Regions from separate parts of the Gossypium hirsutum genome. Here region 2 is linked to region 1. The links are chromatin contacts, called in public Hi-C maps. All regions are on one chromosome and are shown on one strand. Each heading gives the region's core, a stretch centred on a gene start, on an enhancer-like site or on the middle of the called end of the contact. The rest is flanking DNA. Distances are from core to core; before and after follow the strand shown.

Evidence for each region. A called contact is a pair of places that touch in the nucleus more often than the background predicts.
Region 2: a contact with region 1 is called in a Hi-C map of leaf, with 4 times the contacts expected there. The contact joins two enhancer-like sites. A contact is called at or near these places in 17 of 34 Hi-C or Micro-C datasets (callus, fibers, hypocotyl and 3 more).

The regions. Positions count from the first base shown.
Region 1 is chrA12:13,190,400-13,195,876 of Gossypium_hirsutum_v2.1, forward strand. No RefSeq gene overlaps it. Among protein-coding and RNA genes, the nearest start is that of LOC107939802, 5.3 kb to the left of the region's middle. Within about 2 kb of position 2,267, at least 3 of the 9 cell types and tissues checked have an H3K27ac peak or open chromatin away from gene starts, as enhancers often do. A contact at or near this core is called in leaf, where this site is marked.
Region 2 is chrA12:13,264,413-13,269,889 of Gossypium_hirsutum_v2.1, forward strand. No RefSeq gene overlaps it. Among protein-coding and RNA genes, the nearest start is that of LOC107939796, 18 kb to the left of the region's middle. Within about 2 kb of position 3,184, at least 7 of the 9 cell types and tissues checked have an H3K27ac peak or open chromatin away from gene starts, as enhancers often do. A contact at or near this core is called in leaf, where this site is marked.

The DNA of each region.
Region 1 (5,477 bases), core at 1,017-3,516:
CGTCAAATCATCACTAATAAGCGTCAAATCATCATTGATAAGCTTAAAAGTAATGGGATAAGGATATCAAAGTAGGAAAATTTTGAAGCATTGAGATCAACCTCATAACTTTTTAGGGTGTTTTTTTTTTTAGAAATTTAATCTTGTAAATTTGAAAGGAGGCTTTTGGCTTTATTTTGGTGAATTTGGTTTGATAGTTTTGATGTCGAAGGAGACATTGGACAATTAGAACGTGGATAGTGAGAATTAGCGATTGTGGGTAAAGAGAAGGAAACAAGGAAAATAAAGAGAAAAAAGAAGCATCTCTCATCATTGTTCATTGATAGGACAACTCTCGTCAGTGATGGTTTGATGGAGGAAGCAACATCATCTTTTAGGGAGTGAAGATTAGGATTTTTAAGTTAAAAGGGAGATGATATAAAAATAATAAATAAATTTTTTTTTTAAAAAAGAAAAGAAAATGAGAGCATTCTGTTAATTTTAACGGAAAAATGAACAATTTAATTAATTTCTTTATCAACAGTGATCAAATTAGGGTGACTAAAATAAAAATAGTCACCTCAAAGGAACAAACGGGTAATTTATTCTTAATTATTTTAATCAAAATATTCTATTGTTATAACAATTTTTTTTAAAAGGGTACCATTGTTTTTTTACCCACACGTGTATCATAATTTAATATAATTTAATATGTTATATGAAATTAATTATATTTAAGAAATTCAATCTAAGCATTTTTTTAAAATGATTATTTTAAATGTATAGTCAAAACTTACCTGATAATGAGAGATATCTAAGGATCAAAAATAATAATAATAATAATAATAATAATAATAATATTACTTGCGAATCTGACAAACCAAATTTTGGAATACCTTTACTTTATTAATTAACTCATTAAAAAATAAAAGCACAACCATGTGCACAATGTATTAATAATCATGATAAATATAATCAATGAAACTTAATATGAATTTAAAATAATCTTATAAAAGTACTTAAACTACCTAAAATTTCAGGGTTTTTTTAATCAAAGTAAATATTTAAAATTTTATTCTCTTTATCATTTTCAATACCAATAGTTGACTCTGATTAAAAAGAATATTCAAACCAATTCAATTATGACACTTATCATTTTTTAATTAAATACGTAAAAATTAAAAATAAAAATTTCATATCCCTCTTTCTTTCCCCTTCATCAAAAACCTCATAAAACCTAACCTATCATGGCTTCAAAATGGATAAAATGAGGGTTGTCTTTTTTCTTTCTATTTTGAGTTTTTAGTATTGGAAATGGAGGTTTTTCTTGGTAGAGAAGATGAAGATGAAAGGAGAGAGATTTAGAGATGGTATTTTTTAAATTTATTTTTATTGAATTTTAATTTTAAATATTTTTATTTAATTAAAAATTACACTTGTCATAATTTGATTGTGTGGAGTTTTTTTCAACGAGTGTTAACTGTTGTTACTTAAAATGATAACAAAATAAAATTTTAGGTACTTCCTTTGACAAAAAAAAAAAAATCTTCAACTACCTAAATAAAAAAGAATCTTTCATATTATGAATCGAGCGACAAAATTTCAAAACATAAAGAACTTAATATTAAATAGCAAGTTGAAATAAGTTTAAAGTGTCTAAAAATTAATGGAGTATTAAAGTAGTAATTTTTCAAAGAAAAAATTTATAAGTCGATACCACCAAAAAGAGATGAAAGAAGGTAAAATTATAATATTCACTTCATATATTTATTTAGTTTATAATATATGTTATACTGAATTTGTTTTTTGAACTCTCCCTAGTTCGTTTTCCCCTATTATTGTATATTAAGAAAGCTTCATTTTATAATTATAGAATTTACTTTTCGCCGTTTTTTTTAATTGGTATTATAATAATAATTTTATACAAATATTTAATTTATTATTATTGTTTAAGTAATTTGTAACTTCAAAGTAATGATGGATTGAAGAAGATTAAGATACAAGATAAAGAAATCAAGTAAGAATTTCTTTAAGGGCTTCAACTAAGGGTAAGATATTTTATATTGTTGATACGGGTTTAAACTCATTTAAATTTTAAAAATTTTATTTTCAACTTTTTATTTTACAATAATTTCTATTTTTTAATTTTCACATATTTACAATTTTTTATTAATAAAAAAACCAAAATCATTCTTTATTCAAATTAATTAAGTAATATGATTGTGAATTGGGCGACAACTTCGTAATAGATGTCGTCATGCGTCTTTCTCTGACTATGGTCTCTCATTTTGGACAAACATTATTGGTCCCTAACTCTCCGTTGCCCCCTACACATTCCCTTTCTTCCTTCACGCATACGCTATACTGACATAATAAATCTAAATAGATAATTCACAATTCTACATTTCTTTAAACAAAGATAAAATACCACTTAAATCTGATTTGATTTTTATATGGTGATTAAAAAATAATTTTTTAAATTTATCTTCTTTTTTTAAATAAACTTACAAAATATTTTTTATTAGCACCAAACAAATAACAGATAAATTATTAAAATGATTTTAAGAAGATTTCCTTCACATAATATAAACTTATAAAGTTTATACAAATATATTATAATATTATATTATTTCATCATCATTAACAAATACAAGGGAGGCAAGTGAGAGTCATTATCCCTTAATTTTTTAGAAATTTATATAATACTCTTTTAAGATCAACTTTATTACGTTCAACATCTTTAAAAGTTTAAATTCTGCCCTCATACCCCCTAAAAAAAACCAACCCTTTATAAAATAATTCTTTCAAAAAGTTACAATAAAAATAAATAAATCATCAATTTTTAAATATATATATATATATATAAATTAAAGAAAAAAAACGTTTACCCATAAAACTGAAAAAAGAAGAAGAAGAACAAGAAAAAAATTCAAGGCATTTTTTAAATATTTTGACTTATTTTCTTTAGTTCTTTTACAATTCTATACTTTTATATTATCTATAATACCCAAAAGAAAAAAAAATTCAAATTTTAGAATTTAGGATTTATAATTTTATTAGGGTTTTATTTTATTTTATTTTATTTTATTTTGATATGTTTTAGCTTAATTTTTTATATATGAACTTGTAAAGTATTTCTTAATTATTTTACTAGATATATATAATAACATTTTCTTAATTAAATAATCATTGTTTCAACTAAAGATGAATTATAATATTTAAATAATATATATATGTATACGTCAATTATTGAATGATTATACATGAAAATTAATAGTAAAAAAATGTAGTCAACAATGCTAATATAAATAGTCGTATTTCTGGATTCGCCACTGCTCATCATCCATTAATATAGTTTTTGATCACTTTCTGACGCCATTATTATTTTAATATGATTTGATAATGCCTCTTCGAAAAATCAAGGCTTTAATTCTTAATTCTTTTTTATATAATTCTAGCTTATTAATGTTAAAAATCTCCAACTTTTTACTGATAATTTTTCTTAGATGCTACTTGACTGAATATGCTTAATTATCTAATGTTATTTAAGCTAAACCTATATTTTAATTAATATACAACTCTAAAATTAATTAACTGATAATTAAGATGCTTATAGTTCTATTTAATTAATAATTCTATTTTACATCAATAAACAAAAATTTAAAACAAAAATTAACACAACATTTTTACGTCAAATTTTTTAAATAATAATTATAAATTAAATTATAATTATAATTATCACATTTTTTCTATATTTTATGCTAAGAGTTTTATCCAAGTAATAACTCTATTTTAAAATCAGCACAACTTATTTAACTAATAATTCTAAATTAAATTATAATTAGTTTTAAATTTAATTTCGTAATATGATGAAAAATAAAATATATTCTCATCAAGTTAAAAGGTTTTCCAAATTTGTGCTTTTATATATATATATATATATATATATATTAGATTATAATGTTATATATTTGATATAAATTTTAATAAAAAATAATTGTATATGTAACCCTCCAAACCCCGCCTAGATGTTAAGACTAAATTCGGAATATTACATTGGCCACCAAAATGGCCTAGTAACGATCGAAGTTTATAAAACAGTTGTATAAAACATTTGCTTATTTTTAAAGAAAACTTAGCATGTTATCTTAATTTTACTGAAAGATATAGTTTTCTAAAAAATAATGGAATTTAAAGTTTACTTAGTAAAGGTTGATTTCTAATTACTATGTGTTTTTCAAAACTCATTTACATAACAATGCAACAGGAAAAGTGATATTTAACCTAAGTTTAATGGAAACTAGATTTTTATGCATGATTAATTAATAATCCATATTTCAATAACCTAAATCAAAATAAAATGACATGCATGCGAAGCAAATCCAAAACCTAAGTCCCATGTCATAGTTCAAATAAAATAACAAAGTCTTTGAATAGTAGAGATTGTGAATAATGAATATAAAAAACTTTTATAAAAGAAACAGTCTGTGCCAAGTTCTCCGGATGTCGAGTCTATGTCCTTAATCTGGTGGGTTATCTGTAAAGATAGAAATAAAATGGGGAGTGAGTTTAAGAAGCTCAGTATAAGTTAAATCACAAGAAAAATTGGTACAAAGTAGTAGATAAAGCATGCGAAATAATAGTTCTTTAGAACAATCACATTCGTATAGCAAGTCACAATAATGGTTTTATAGATCAATGCATCACTACAAAATTTCAACATTCATAGTTTTGTATATGCACATGTTTATGAATGAAAATGCAATTTCAATTTGCCAAAAGAAAAATCCTACCCAACTCCGCTACTTTCCTCACTGGGAGTTCCCTTGAACTCAATCATCTTTATACATCGGGTTGTGGATTAACCACCATTGCTTTGCAGATAAAAACTACTACTGGGTTGTGGATGCATAACATATTTGTAGATAAAAACTACTTCTGGATTGTGGATGCATAACATATTTGTAGATAAAAACTACCACTGGGTTGTGGATGCACAACATTTTCACAGATAAAAACTACCACTAGGATGTGGATGCACAACATATTTGTAGATAAAAACTGTTGTGGATGCACAACATATTTGCAGATAATAATTATTGTGGATGCACAACATTTTCACAGATAAAAACTACCACTAGGCTGTAGATGTACAACATATTTACAGATAAAAACTGTTGTGGATGCACAACATATTTACATATCGTCTCAACCCATGCAGTGCAATATGTCATACTTTGTAATAGAACAATTCAACGCTAGCAGTAGACATGCTTAACATGTATTCAATTAAACACTAGCAATAGACATGCTTATCATGTACTCTGTAGGGCAGTAACAATAATAACACTAACAGTTTATCAGTATCACTTTGAAAAAAAGCATGTAATATTCACTTATCATGCGATGTAACAATAGCACTTTAGTCACAAAATCACATATTTCAAAAATAACACAATATCAAGGACTTATTTGAGCAAATAAAAACTCTAAAAATA
Region 2 (5,477 bases), core at 1,934-4,433, 75 kb after region 1:
GATCTCAAGCTGTTTTAAATGCTGTCTAGCTTGGAAATAATCTGAATATTAATGGTGCCAAGGATTTGAGTAAAGGAAAAAGTCATACGGAGTGTAGTTCACAGGATTGTGATTTTCAAAAATTAAACTCACATGAGATGGGCCAGCTGTATGGAGTGGGGATGGAAAATATGGACTGTGTGAATTAGAAGAAGAACCTTTTCTCCATTAAGATGGAAAAAAAGATAAAGATTTAATACTTTGGCATCCAATGTTTCTACAGGACAAGATTCATTGGAGACTACAGATGGTGTCCAGCTCATTTGAAACAGATATCGGGGGCTTCCAGGGGGCAAGCCGGCCAGCAGCAATGAAAATTTTGTGCTGAAATGTTCGTGGATTGGGGAGTCCACGAGCAGTTCGTCAGCTTCAGTACATGCTAAAGTTTTATCATCCCAAATTGTCTTCTTTATGGAAACAAAATTGAGCTTAACAAAAATGGAAGTTGTTAGAAGAAGATGTGGATTTTTTAATGGCATTGATTTCCTTCCGATGGATCCAGAGGTGGTTTAAGCATTGGGTGGAATGAGAGCAATTTAGTTGATTTGAGGAGTTTTTCAAGGCACCACATTGATGTTGAAATTCAAGAAGAAAAAGATGATTCTCGGTGGTGTTTTACCGGGTTTTATGGGGCACCAAATGTAAGAAATAAACATGAGGCTTAGGATTTACTTCGAAGTTTATGAAGAAATAATTCACTTCCATGGTTAGTTGGGGGCGACTTCAACGAAATTCTTTTTGCCCATGAAAAACAGGGAGGGCTGCTCAGAGAAGAGGATTTTTGTAATACATTGGATGATTGCTTGCTGGTGGATATTGGGTTTGACGGGACATGGTTCACATGGGAAAGGGGTAGAATAATGGAACGCAATATTAGAGAAAGATTAGACCGGGGTGTAGCTATAGATTCGTGGCTTCAACAGTTTTCAACTTAATTTTTGAGACATCTGCCACACTCTTTCTCCAAAGACGAAGACTGATGTGGTGAGCAGAAGAACGAGAAGATTTTGTTTTGAATCTTGGAGGACATTAGAGGATTCTTGTGAAGAGGTGATAAGAAAGCTATGGAAGGATAGTTCTGGATCTTTCTTAATTCGCATGGATTATCTTGCAGATGGTTTGAAAGGTTGGGCGAAAAAGATCAAGCATAAATGAGGGTATGATGTGAAACGTCTAAACAGGAGGCTGGAAGAGTTGAATTGTGGCGAGAGATCGGAGGAGAATTTGGGTGAGATTGTTGGGATCAAACTCCAGCTGAATATGGAGATGGATAAAGAGGAGATGTATTGGGAGCAACGGGCTCGAGCTAATTGGTTGAAAATGGGTGATAAGAATACTGCATTCTTCCATAAATATGCGTCTCAGAGAAGCCGTGTTAATCGGATTTGTGGTCTTCAAAGACTTGACGGCTCGATTGCTATGGATGGTAGGGAGGTGGAGTCCATTGTTAGAGGGTACTTTTCTGACCTTTTTATGTCGAGAGGAATTGGGAATTTGAACCATATACTTTCCGGGGTTCATTCGTGTATTTTGGAAAGAATGAATCGAATGTTGCTGGACATTTACTCAGAGGGCAAAATTATTGAGTCGCTGAAAGGAATGGGGCCTACAAAAGCTTCAGGTGCTGACGGTTTCCCTGTTATTTTCTATCAGAAGTACTGGCACATCATTGGTAAGGATACTAGTGATTTTTGTTTAGGAATTTTGAATAATGGGAGTTCTTTGGAAGAGATTAATAAGACTCAACTGGTGCTGATTCCTAAAACTACTAATCCTACCAATTTGAAAAATTACCGTCCCATTAGCCTGTGTACTGTTATTTATAAGATTATTGCCAAGACAGTGGCTAATCGTTTCCAAAAGGTTTTGGAAGAGTGCATTGATGGTGTACTGTTATTTATAAGATTATTGCCAAGACAGTGGCTAATCGTTTCCAAAAGGTTTTGGAAGAGTGCATTGATGGCGCCTAAAGTGCGTTCGTTCTCGGTAGGCTTATTTCTGATAATGTTTTACTCGCATATGAAGTTCTTCATTCTCTTAGAAATAAAAGATATGGAAGAAAAGGTTTCATGGCTCTAAAATTAGACATGAGCAAGGCCTATGATAGAGTTGAGTGGCCTTTTATAAGAGAGATGATGAGTAAATTAGGCTTTGATGAAAGGTTCATCAATATTATCCTTCAATGTATCAGTTCTGTCTAGTACACGATTTTAATTAATGGGGAGGAAGGATCAAGTTTCAGGTCTTCTAGGGGCCTGGGCCAAGGGGATCCTTTAAGTCCCTATTTGTTTCTATTTTGTGGAGAAGGGCTTTTTACATTAATGAGACTGGCTAGTCAGGAAAAAAATTTCTGTTGCCAAGGTTTGCAGATCAGCTCCACCGATCACGCACCTCATGTTTGCAGATGACTGCATTTTGTTTGGAGAGGTCTCAATTAGGGGGATCTGTGTGATGAAGGATATTCTCGAAGAATACAAAGCTTGTTCGGGGCAGTGTGTTAACTTTGAAAAATCAACAGTGTTCTTTAGCTCTAATGTGGCAGATCAGGATAAGGATATGGTGTTTCAGATTCTTAATGTTAGAAGCTCGAAAAATCCAGTGAAGTACATTGGTCCTCCTAACATGGTGGGTCGAAAGAAGAAAATCGCCTTTCAAAATTTGAAAAATCGCTTGAAGCAACAGATTAATAGTTTTAGTTTAAGGCACATTTCTCAGAGAGATCCAGAGAGTTTTATAAAGGCTGTTTTGCAATCACTTCCCACCTATACAATGGCTTGCTTCCTTTTGCCAAAATCGTTATGTTTGGAATTGGAAAATATTATGGGGGCTTTTTGTAGAGGAAAAATCAAGGAAAGCGTGGGATGCATTGGTACGATTGTAAGTCCATGTGCGCGCTTAAGGAAAATAGGGGCATGGGTTTCCGCAATCTAAATCATTTTAATATCGCTTTATTGGCAAAACAGGGTTGGCGTTTGTTACGTAATCTTAATTCGTTACTAGTGCGTACTTTTAAAGCTAAATATTATAATGAGTCGAACTTTTTAAACTCCAGTTTGGGAAATCTACCTTCCTTTACCTAGCGAAGTATCTGGGCTACTAATGGGCTTTTGTTGAAAGGACTGGGTTGGAGGATTAGAAATGGAAACAAGTCTCTATTTGGGAAGATGCATGGATTCCTGGCAATGATGATTTTAAAGTACAAAACACAGAGGTTAATTTAAGCGTTCAACAAGTTGTTGATCTGATTGATGCTAATGCTAGAAAATAGAACTCAGAGTTGATTTTTAATACATTTTCGGAGCAGGACGCAGAAAGGATTCTTTGTATTCCCTTGTCTTTGCAGGAGCTCGATGATGTTGTCATTTGGCGTGGAGAGCCGACTGGTGAATATTCGTTACGAAGTGGGCATAAACTCCTTTTACATGATAATCTTAATAATTTACAGGCTAGTTACAAACAATTTTACAAAAAATTGTGGACTCTTGACCTACCCTTTAAAATAAAGATTACAGTTGGCGAATTTCTCGTAACTATCTACCTACTTTTAGTAATCTTCAATATCAACGAATGAGGGGCTCCGCGACTTGCAGTCGGTGCCAGGATGGAGTGGAAATAAGGGAACATGTGTTCCACAAGTGCTCTGTTGCAAAGGAAACATGGGAATACTTGAATATAAAGTGGATCCTTTCTGAAGAAAGCACTGATTTCAGAGAATGGTTTAAATGTATTTTTGAGTCTAGATCTAAAGCTATTTGCAGAATATTTGCATGCACTTTATGGGCACGTTGGACTTCCAGAAACAGATTTATCCATGATGGTGAGATTAAGACGGGTGCTCAAATTGCAATTTTTGTTGAAAATCATATTAAGGAACTTGATGGGTTGAAACAGAATGTACCTGTTGAACGTTTCTATGTGGCTAGTTGGGTTGCTTCGGAAGGAACAGGGATCAAGATTAACTTCAATGCTGCTTTTAACAATCGCAGGAAGGAATCGTGTTCAGGGTTAGTTATCCGTAATGCTAAAATAGAGGTTATTTGCTAAAAAATAGTTATGAACTCAAACATACCGTCTGTCTTCGCTGCTGAAGTGGTGGCGTGCTTTCAAGCGCTACAACTGGGTTTACAACCGGATATGAGGGAGGTGGAGATCGAGGGTGATTCTTGAACGGTGATTCGAAAGCTTCAAGAAGAAAATGAGGATAGATCTGAGATTGCTGCACTCATAAACGGTTCTAAAAGTATTAGCTTAGGATTTCAGACCTGCGTCTTCCTCTTTACAAACAGAGAAGCAAATACGGTTGCTCATATCACTTTAACTGAAGGATTGGTAAGAAGAGAGTCAACTTATCTAGAGAACATGGTTGCTTTTGGAGCGGTGGGAGTGGTGGCTGAAGATCGACAGAGGACTGAGAGTATGAGAGAGCTGAGGGGACGGAGAGTAGGGGAAGAGGAAAACATTTTTTGAATCTGTTGTGTGGAAGAGTTTTCAAGAACGTGGAGTTTCAAGAAGCCTTTGAGGGTTGAAATGGTCAGATATTAATTTGATTGCTGATAATTATTGTTTTGACGATTGTTGTTTTCAAGGGGGTTTATGGGGTGGTTTCTAGCTGGAGCAAGAATGCTCTAGAGTATCCCTCTTTGTCGTTTTGCTGGTTTGTGGAATTGGGCTACTTTTGTTTTTCTTTGTGTTTGGGCTTGTCTTTGGGTTATTTTGTTTTATTAATTTTTGTTATTTTGACTTTGGGGGTATTTTGTTTTGTTCTGTGTTGGGTTGTTTTTGGTTTTTTGTTTTTCCGTTTCTTGTGTTGGACTTAGTCTATTGTTGGCTTGAATTTGTTTTGGCCCTGTTTCAATATAATCAGTGAATTAATTCAAAAAAAAAAAGTATGTGATAAATGGATGACATGGCTGTTCTAAAATTGTTATAATAATATATTAAACCTTCAACAATTATGTAACACCCCTATCCCGTATCCGTCGCCAGAATAGGTGAAGGGGTATTACCAGACTTGAAACTCATATCAGAACAGTAAATTTTTTTTTTTGAGAACATTCCTTTAGATAAATACTAAAGACAGTCAGGTATACAAATTTAAACTTCTATAAGTACACATTCAAAAGATGCCATTTTCGCATGGCTTATATACGTTAACCAAAATATTCTTCGGCCACTGGTCTATTCTATACATGCCATAAAATAATTCAAAACATAACAGTAATAAGCAGTGGATAGTGATAGTGTGACTAGTTGCTGATGATCCCCGAGTCTGTAGCTTCCAAATGAGATCTATAAAATAGAGGAAACAAAGTAAACGGAGTAAGCATTACAATGCTTAGTAAGTTTTAAGCAGTGTCAACAGATAACAATCAAATTATAACATAGTTGTTCGTATTTTTATTTCACTCTTCCTTCGGGCATACCATCCCTTTACCGAA